Regions from separate parts of the Rattus norvegicus genome. Here region 2 is linked to region 1. A link is a contact called in public Hi-C data. All regions are on one chromosome and are shown on one strand. Each heading gives the region's core, a stretch centred on a gene start, on an enhancer-like site or on the middle of the called end of the contact. The rest is flanking DNA. Distances are from core to core; before and after follow the strand shown. Region 1 holds the start of Daxx (death-domain associated protein). Region 2 holds the start of Uqcc2 (ubiquinol-cytochrome c reductase complex assembly factor 2).

Evidence for each region. Hi-C and Micro-C count contacts between places; a contact is called where the count stands out from the background.
Region 2: a Hi-C map of the A7r5 cell line shows a contact between it and region 1, with 2.8 times the contacts expected there. The contact joins the promoter of Uqcc2 here to the promoter of Daxx in region 1. A contact is called at or near these places in 2 of 12 Hi-C or Micro-C datasets (the A7r5 cell line and mammary epithelial cells).

What each region holds. Positions count from the first base shown.
Region 1 is chr20:4,976,131-4,980,557 of GRCr8, forward strand. It overlaps Daxx (death-domain associated protein), which reads right to left and starts at 1,590. Exons shown (of 8, transcript NM_080891.2): 1 at 1,511-1,590; 2 at 431-653. The coding sequence starts at 637. AA926063 (AA926063gene) reads right to left here. Exons shown (of 3, transcript NR_002156.1): 3 at 2,214-2,497. Smim40 (small integral membrane protein 40) reads right to left here. Exons shown (of 3, transcript NM_001399684.1): 3 at 4,409-4,427.
Region 2 is chr20:5,214,146-5,219,035 of GRCr8, forward strand. It overlaps Uqcc2 (ubiquinol-cytochrome c reductase complex assembly factor 2), which reads right to left and starts at 2,238. Exons shown (of 4, transcript NM_001108528.1): 1 at 2,060-2,238. The coding sequence starts at 2,197.

The DNA.
Region 1 (4,427 bases), core at 340-2,839:
TTTTTGGTTCTTTTTTTCGGAGCTGGGGACCGAACCCAGGGCCTTGCGCTTCCTAGGCAAGCACTCTACCACTGAGCTAAATCCCCAACCCCCACATCCTTTTCTTAAAAAGATGTATTCTATATATGAGTACACTGTAGCTGTCTTCAGACGCCAGAAGAGGGCATCAGATCCCATTACAGATGGTTGTGAGCTACTATGTGGTTTCTGGGATTTGAACTCGATACCTCTAGAAGGGTAGTCAGTGCTCTTAACCACTGAGCTGTCTCTCCAGCCCAGTGATTCACATCTTGAATCCCAGCTGTCAGGAGGCAAAGGCAAGTAGAACTCTGTGAGTTCAAGGCCAGCCTCATCTAGACAGTTCCAGGCAACCAGGGCCACAAAGCGAGACCCTTCTCTTAAAGGAAAGGGAGCCTTCCCTGAAGCTTACCTCTTCAAACAGCTTCTCATTCTCCAACTTGTAGCACTTCCTGCTACCTGAGTTACTGCTCCCTCCATCCCCATGGGACTCAGAGGGACCAGAGGCTTCTGGTCCTGGTGAGACAGGATTAGAGGCTGGGTTGGAGGGTCCTGGCTGAGCAGCTGCTTCATCTTCATCATCATCGTCAAGCACAATGATGCTGTCATCGGTGGCCATGGGGGATCAAATCCCCCTGAGGGAAAAAGTATTTGAAAGGTCAGAATTCTGGAAGGGAAAGGGTGACTCAGGAAAAGCCCCTCCTCCTTAGTCCCACTCAGTCAGATACCTCAGGGTTCACAATAGCCTCGTCCTTTCTGAGATGTCTTCAAAGCCTGTCTTTTGCAACTATCAGTCTCAGGCAGTTCTGAAGGGGAACCTCCCCATCGATCGTCTCAAGTCCCAAATTTCAGCCCCCAGTCAATTTCCTGTCTTTCGGTTGCGTTTTCCCCACTCTCTTGTCAGCTGGTGAGTTTTTTCTTCCTACTCCCAATCCGATGGGGTATAAGATCCCACACTGCTCTCTCCGTCTACAGAAACCAACACCCAGTCGATACCACCACATGGGTTTGCCCACCTCTCGCCCTCCATCATCACAGTCCCCTCCGACTTCTTCCTAACTCCAACTCTTCCACTCCGAGGTTAAAGGGTTTCCCTCTGAAGAGCCTGGTGTCCTTCCCGCTCCTACAACCATCTCCATGTTCCACCTTCCACAAACCCGGACTTCAGGCTGGAGATTTTTCACCTCCAGTCCCCTCCCTCTCACCGCACCCAGGTTTTCCCCATTCTCTGTGACTCGTAACCGACAGCAAGCCCACCACTCAGCATTCCCAATGTCTGGGCTTCCAGCCCCAGGCGAGGACAGTCTCCAGCCTCAGCTTCCCGCCAAGTAACCCTCTCCGCGTTCAGCCCTAGGCCGCCACATTCCCCTTCAGGGCTAGCAAGGTACCATACAAGCTCGCCCCTCAGACTCCGCAGCCAGGCCGTGCGGATCCTTCGCCTTCGCCAACTCCTGCGCCGCCACCCCGGCTCCACGAACGACCTGGCCCCCACCTCAGAAACGGTCTCTCGAGGCTCCCCTCAGCGCGGATCACAAATCCTCGCAAAGTTCCCTCCGCCTTCCTTTCCCCCACCCCCACCTCAGGCCCTACAACAGACCGGAAGGCGCGGAGTTTCCGCCTGCAGCACCTGAGGGCGGCCATATTGCTGTACGGGACCTAGGCTTCTTGGGACCGGAAGTGACGCGTGGCCCGCCCACCTAGGCCGCCGCTCCGGGTGCACTGACACTCAGGGGGGCGGGGCCTGGGACCAGGTAGATGGGGCGCGCCACGTTGCCGTACGGCACCAGCCAGCTCCGCGAGGCGTGGAGCTCTTTGCACCAGGAGCTTGCCAAAGCCACTCGGCCAATCAGAAACTTCCTGCCCCAGACCTGCCCTCCCACCCCACGCCATCGGCTGGAGGGCGGGGAAGACCTTCCCATCCTTCCATCCGAGCAGGTACCTAAGGAGCTGGTGTGTCTATGGCTGTGTAGGGCTCCAGGGAAGGAAATAAAGGATTTTCTTTTCCTGTTGGTGTAAGCCTGGCACTCCCTACTTTGCTTTCCCTCCGACCAAGAGTTCCACCGCCTGGTTGCCTATGCTTGCCCTTCCCTTTAAGAGCCGGCGTGCACTTGGAGGCTGTCCAGCCCGGGCCTCCTGGGTCAGGTGCACACACACGCACACGCACATATGCATGCATACAAATGAGCACAGCATGCTGCCCGAGTGAGGTATTGTTATTATTGCGGTCCGCGAGACTGGATGCTCAATCTGCACCACAGACCGAGCTCCCTACTGGGAACCGTGGCCCCTGTTCCACCGAGGGTCGTCTTGACTGTATGGAAGGCAGTGCTTCCGGGCAGGGGTCTGCAGGGCGTTGAGGCGGAGCGCGGGATAACCTGGTGCGGGCTTGGTGAGAAGCCCTGCAAGCTGCCGCTGGGAGCGCTGGGAAACGAATCGAGGCTCATAAAATCACGCGGGGTGTCTTCCTTCTCCTGGAGAGCTGCGGAGAAAAGGAAGAGGGGAAAACAACTGTGTGATGCCGGCCGGGCCCGGGGTGGAGAGGCGAGGCCCTCAGGTGTGCTGACGAGGAAGCCTGATAAGTCAACACCCTTCGCGCGGAGACTGCATCAACGCGGTCTTCCTGCCTCAGGTGGCGGGCATCTTACCAATGTGCAGGACCAAGAAAAGCCCAGCTGCTCTCGGGGCTGGGGATTTAGCTCAGTGGTAGAGCACTTGCCTAGCAAGCACAAGGCCCTGGGTTCGGTCCTCAGCCCCCCCCCCCCCAAAAAAAGAAAGCCCAGCTGCTCTCAAGAGAACCCGAACTACAAATTTAAACCCACTTCTTCCTCGCTTCCCGTCCGGTCTTACGGCTTTCAATGGGGGCGGGGGGGGGTTTCCAGTGGCTAACGGGACTCTAAAGATAATGAAGGTTTTAATTTTCATATCCTTGGGTTTCTCAAAGTGGGTTTCCCAGAGTGAATGCCTGAAATGAAGGTTCCCCACCTTTTCACAATTATTTCGGTTTTATGTGTGTGCCGGTGTAAGTCTCTGCATGACATGAGTGCAGGTGCCTGCTGAGGCTTTAAAGAGGACTTATTTATCCTGCGGGTTCACTTCCCAGCACATCCCTAGTGTGACTCACAACCAGCCATCTGTAACCCTAGTTGTAGGAAATTCAAGTCTTGTGCGTGGTTGAACCTACACGCGTGCAGACAAATCATCTGTACACATAAAGTAAAAGAAGTGTGTTTTAAAAGGTAATCGTGGGGAAAGGAGACAAATTTGAAATGTGAGTAAAATATCCAATTAAAAAATGTAAAAGGAAATGTTAATCGCTATAAAAACTGACAGCAAGCTGAGGGAACATGTCAGAGCTGGGGGGTGGGGGTGGAAGGAAGCTAGGAGTTGGAAGATAGAAGTTCTGTGAAATGCTGTCCTCTGGACAAGGCTGGCCTGTGGCACTGGCCAACTCCCAGAAGCCAAGGTTATCTGTGACACAGATAAGAGCTATCAAGATGCCTTCAGAAACGAGGTAGGGGGCTCATGAGGATCCCCACCCATCTCTAAAAAGCTATTGGCAAATCGTTGTTGTTGGGGGGAGTCATTTTCTGCCACTGGTAAATCCAGGGAGCTCCACTCCTGTGAATAACCCTAATTAAAGTGAGTTACAAAACAAAAAGACAGGGAAGTAGAATCAATTTGGGGGGCAAGGAGGAGGGAGTTTCCCTGGAAGTGAAAGGGGGATATGAAAGAGAAATGAAAGTGAAAATGACCAGAACTCAATATATAATGAAGAAAAATAGACGTGTGTTTCACACTCTTCCATCCATTCTGTTCTTGCAATAATCGCTCAACGTACCTTTATGTATCCAGATGTTTGCCTGCGTGTGTGTATGCACCACTTGTATGTCTGATGCCCAGGAAGATAAAAAGAGGGTGACTGACCCCGGGGTCTGGAGTTGGTGTGAGCTGTTGTGCGAGACTGTAGCTAACGGTTATGAGGAGTATCCCGACCTGGGGATAGGGAGGCCCTGACCTGGAGCAGGGCTGGGAGTGTCAGGAAGGGGCATGCTAGTTGTGGGGGCTTTGAAACTTAGAACAGATGCTGGTGGATGGGGACTGAAAGCTCTGTCTGATAGGCTGAGAGGCACCCCAGGCCCATGTCAGTACAGACAGAGCCATGTGTCCCTTTTTCCAGAGGCAAGGGAAACAAATCCTTTCTGCAGGCAGGAACCTGTTGGACAAGTTCCTGGAGGAAGTCTGGCCCTTATCTAACTGTCAGGGACCCTTCTAGAGTTTGGGGTGGCCCAAGGCTCATTTCTGGACATACGCACGTCCTGAGACCTAACGTGTCCCAGCTGCATCGCTCCTGGATAGAAACTGGAAGAAACCTAAGCCAGAACACCACAGAGACACTCGCACAGCCACGT
Region 2 (4,890 bases), core at 988-3,487, 240 kb after region 1:
GAGCCCAATCTCTCTTCCTCCAGCCTCCAGGCTCCGGCTGCCCAACTCTAAGCTACTGGGGACGGAGGACCAGACTGCCTGTGTCAGCAGTGCCTGGGGCTGCACATACACGGAGGCCTCGAACCAAGGAGTGCGTGAAGCGACAGGACACAGTCTGCCCTCTAGCCTCACCACTCCACCAGCAACTTCCGCTGCATCTGGAGACCACTAGCCTCAGAAACCACAACTAACCCCTTGCTTTCCTGGATGTTGGCTCAGATGGGATGCTTTTGTGTACCAAGAACTACATCAGACATGGTGCATGGGGTTGGATTTAGCTCAGTGGTAGAGCGCTTGCCTAGCAAGCACAAGGCCCTGGGTTCGGTCCCCAGCTCCAAGAAAAAAACAAAACAAAAAACAAAGATATGGTGCATGAGGTGGGACGGGGGCTTCATCTCTATTCACAGGCGCCCGTGATCCGTACGATACAGGTCGGTGAGGACCCTGGGCCAGACCCACCACCCATGTCACAATCGGCGACCTAGTCATGAGGTGGGCTGGTTTAGCTGGTTGAAATGAGCTACAATACCTGCAGTGTTTCTGCTTTGGCGGACATGGTCCATCTCATGGGTCATCTATCCGGCTACCTAAGTGTACTGAGCATCTGACCCCTCACCTCTGACCTCCGTGCTCAAATAACCCCCTGCCTGCTTGACATTCCACTTGGAAGTGGGTCTGCTTGGCATCTCCAGTTTAAAGCCTCTAACGTCAACCGTGCAATGCACTTCCCACACCCCACCTGCTCCTCTTCTAGTCTTTCCCGTCTGAGTAAATGGCACCCAGCTGCTCAAGCCAAAAAAGGAAAAGGGGGGGAAAAATCTAGGAGCTGTCCTCGGTTCCTCTCCTTCACCCCACTCCAGGACTTCCGTGCTGCTAATGTGACCCCCACATTACAGGCTGCTATCTGTTACTTCTGCCTCCTGTGCCACTGCCAGCACTACCTGAAGCATCTCTCTCTTCCAGCACTACCACCGCAGGCTTCTCTGCGGCTTGTTTCCATTGGCTGCAGCGCCTTTGGAAATTAGGGCACATCAGTCTCCTGACTAAACGTCCCCGGTGGCTTCTCACTGGCTTCCTGGTAAGATCTGACTCCTAACGCAGGGCACAGGACCTAAGTTCGGATTCTTTGTGGCCACACGGTGGCTCACAACCACTTCTAACTTCAGTTCTAGGGGATCCAGCGCCCTCTTTTGGCCTCAGTGGGCACTGCACAAACATTTGTAGGTTAAACAAACAAACCCTCCTGCCTTCCTTCAGCTTCAACTCTTAGCTGTGGGCATGCCACTCACTAACCGTAGGCTTGCTTTCTTTTCTGTAATGTGCCAGTCTGGTTTGCTCTGCGGTGCTTGGCCGCCCCAAAATTCAGAGTTCACTGTCTTCCCGCCTTGAGTCCTACCTGTGTGTAACTTCCTCAGGCAAGCCTCAGGAACCCGACTAACGCTACATTTACCATGATCAGATACTCACTAGGACTGTCTCCTGCGTCTGTCTGTTCCTCGCCTGTCTGTTCCTCGTGTACCGAATGAGAATTCAAAGACACAAGGGGCAGGACCTCATCTAACTCACTGCTGTTTCCCTGGAAACCTAACAGAGTTCTCCCTCCGCACACGGCCATGCTTGAGAAGGGTTAGCCTAAACCAGAGTGGAGGGAGAAGGCCTGCTACTCACACAAGGGACCTGTGTGGAAGACCCAAACAGTTTCACAGTGACAGAGGGCAGTGAGGCTTGGCTGGAGGTTTCTGGGGACAGGCTGGGCTCACAAACACATGAACGGATGTCATGAAAGAAACAACCCCGCCTTACAACTGGATTGCTTAGTGGAATCTGGACCTCAGGGGCGCTTCACTGGGCACTACACGGTGCAGACAAGAAAACTGAGCAGAAGGCGTCGCACGTCGCAGCTAGCTGGAAGATGGGTACCTAGCACACGTGCAGCCTGTCAGGGAGGCCGACGCATGCGCAGAATCCCCACCCTGCCTCCCCTCGTTCCGACGTCCCCAACCTCCTTCCCTCCGGTCACCTGGGTGTTCTCTCCCTCCCGAAAGGCCTGTGCTACCCGCTGCCGCAGGTAAGCGCCCAAGTCCCGGCCCCGTTTGGTCTCGTCCACTGGCCATTCCTCACAGAGCTTAAGAAAACGCCGGTAGCGGAGAGCGGCCATCTTGGGCCCCGCTTGCCCCGCCCCTAGGGGAGGAGTCAAAACTGCAGAGAGCGCGTGCGCACTAAGGCGCGCTGGCCTCCCCGCGGACATGCGCAGTTCCGCCAACGGCCTGCCGCCCTCCAGGCAGCGGCGCTGCTCACCTTTGAGAGTGAGGTCTGAGCTCTTCGGATTTTCCGTCCTGGAACTCGCCCAGCTCCCAGGGGCAAAGCAGACTCGATGTACCCTAGGGACAGCTTTGCTCTTCGTTTTCAATGACTTCACAAGCTCGAGACTAAAAAAGCTTCCCCGGAGACGTCTACTGTTTTGCATAAGCGAAACATTTGCATGTAAATACAAATAAATGGATGGAGATGTGTTTGATCTTAATGTCTGGCAGGCACTCGTGTACACGCACGCAAGCACACACACAGCTGCCCCACTCCCACACTCCATCACCCTGTACTTATCTTTACCACATAAACCTCTGTTAACAGTTCTCTCTCCAGCCTCCCGACTACATTGCTCATCGCATGTGCAGGTTTCCCATGAAATCCAAAAAGGTTGCTGCAACCTGGAAGCGTTTTAAAAAATGTTTTTAGTGTGTTTTCTTTATTTTTATGTATATGAGTGTTTACCTGCATCCACATACGCGTGTCAGTTCTGGGGACCAAACCTGATTCTCTCCAAGAACAATAAATGTATTTAATAGCCCTGCTGTTCCTCCAGCCCCAAGAATAAATATTTTTATTGTGGCAAAATACAACATAAGATATACCGTCCTTCACAATTTTTTATATCTTGTGTGTATGAATGTCTGACTATGTGTGTATGTGCCTGCCTGGCCAAAAACAAACACAACAACAAACAAACCACCAGATCCCCTGGAACTGGAATCACAAACAGTTGTGAGCCACCATGTGGGCATTGGAAAGCAAGAGAGGGAGGGTCTTCTGCAAGGACAGCCATAGCCCTTAACCACTGAGTCATCTCTTTAGAACCAAATGTACCATTTTAAGCAAAAGGGTGCTTGTTAGGTGGTCCAGGTTGGCCTAGAATTTGAGATCTTCCAACCTCAACAGCCTCCTAGGGATAGAGATAGAGATAAAGATAAAGATATCACCAGTGCCTTTACCTGTGAGCCATCTTGCTGGGTGCTGGGTGACCCTATCTATCTATCTATCTATCTATCTATCTATCTATCTATCTATCTAATCTCACATGAGTGTGTATGTATATGTGTGTTATGGTTTTCCCTTTTGAGATAGGGTTTATCTGTGTAGCCCCACGTGCCCGGAACTCGCCCTATAAATTAGTGCTGGATGAATGAATGAATGAAGCCACATTCCAACCCTAGGTCTGAGCCTCTCAGCATTCACAACATAGGGAGCAACTCTAGGTGAGGGGCAGGACTGACTGCCCACCCAGCCCCTGCTGTGTAGCAGGCAGAGGAAGGAAGACCACAGAAGGAGGCGGTAGGCACGAACTTTCCCTGGCACCTTTCTCAACCTACCGCTTTTGTACCTCAGCGGGGAGGAAAAGACATTCACTGTCATCAAGTTACTCCCCCTACAGCCTAAGACGGGCAAGGGGTCTTGCCTGCCACCCCTGACTCCCAGCTTGGCTGTGGCAGGCCAATACCTGGGGGCGCCCTCGTGAATTCCAGCCACCCTGGCCGTCAGTGCCTGGAAGTAGGGAGTAAACGGACATCAGGAAACCACCCAACTTCATGGCTAACAAGAGCTAAGACGAGGCTGGGATGGGGCTTGGGACACAATGGGGTGATCAGGGAAGTTTTCTAGAGGCACCTCACCTTGGCACCCCAACCAAGATTCCCTATCATCACTTCTGGAGCCGTGGAGACTGTTCCCGGTTTGAACCACCCACCGATCTGCTCAGATTAAACCCCTCCCTCTGCCTCCTTCCCATCTCCGCCCAAGGCGTGCCTCCTACGCTGCTGAGCCGCCCCTGACATTCCTCCCCCATTTCCCTCCAGGGCTGGGTAATATTTCTTCCTCTGCGTTCCACAGCACTGCCTAGCACAGCCGAGCTCTGCTCCATGATGGGGAAAATGAGAAGAGAGAACGTCGGAGATCACACACTGGCACACGTGTGGCACGGGCGGGTGGGTAGGCGGTCTCTGGAGCTGCCCTCTCCTTCCCTGGTTTTATTTCGGCTTTATTAATCGGTCCTTATTTATCAGTAGCAGGTATAACGTGTGTGCCTGGTGCATCAGATCCCTTAGTTACAGGTGGTTGTGAGCGGCCATGTGAATACTAGGGAATCAAATGCGGGTTTGGTTTTGGTGGCGGTGGTAGGGGAGGTTGAAACAGGGTCTCCGTATAGCCTTGCTGTCCTGGGACTTGCTATGTAAACCCAGCTGGCTTGGAACTCACAGAGATCTGCCTGCTCTTGCCTCCCGAGGGCTGGGTATTGTATTAAAGGCATGGGCTGCCACGCCCAACTCCATCTCCTTTCCGGTTCCCATGTTTTTGTTATATAGCCCAAGCTGGCCTCAAACGTGAGAACCCCGTGCTTCTGCCTCTGTCTCCCCAGTACAGCAATATGTGCAGCTGCTGGGGTGCACAGTACAGATTGCTAAAAAAAAAAAAAATATGGAGGCTGGCAAGCGAGGTCCATAGGTAAAGGTGCTTCGCGCCAAACTCGATAACCTGACTCTGCCTGGCGGAGGAGAGAACTGGCTCTGTGTGTTAGCT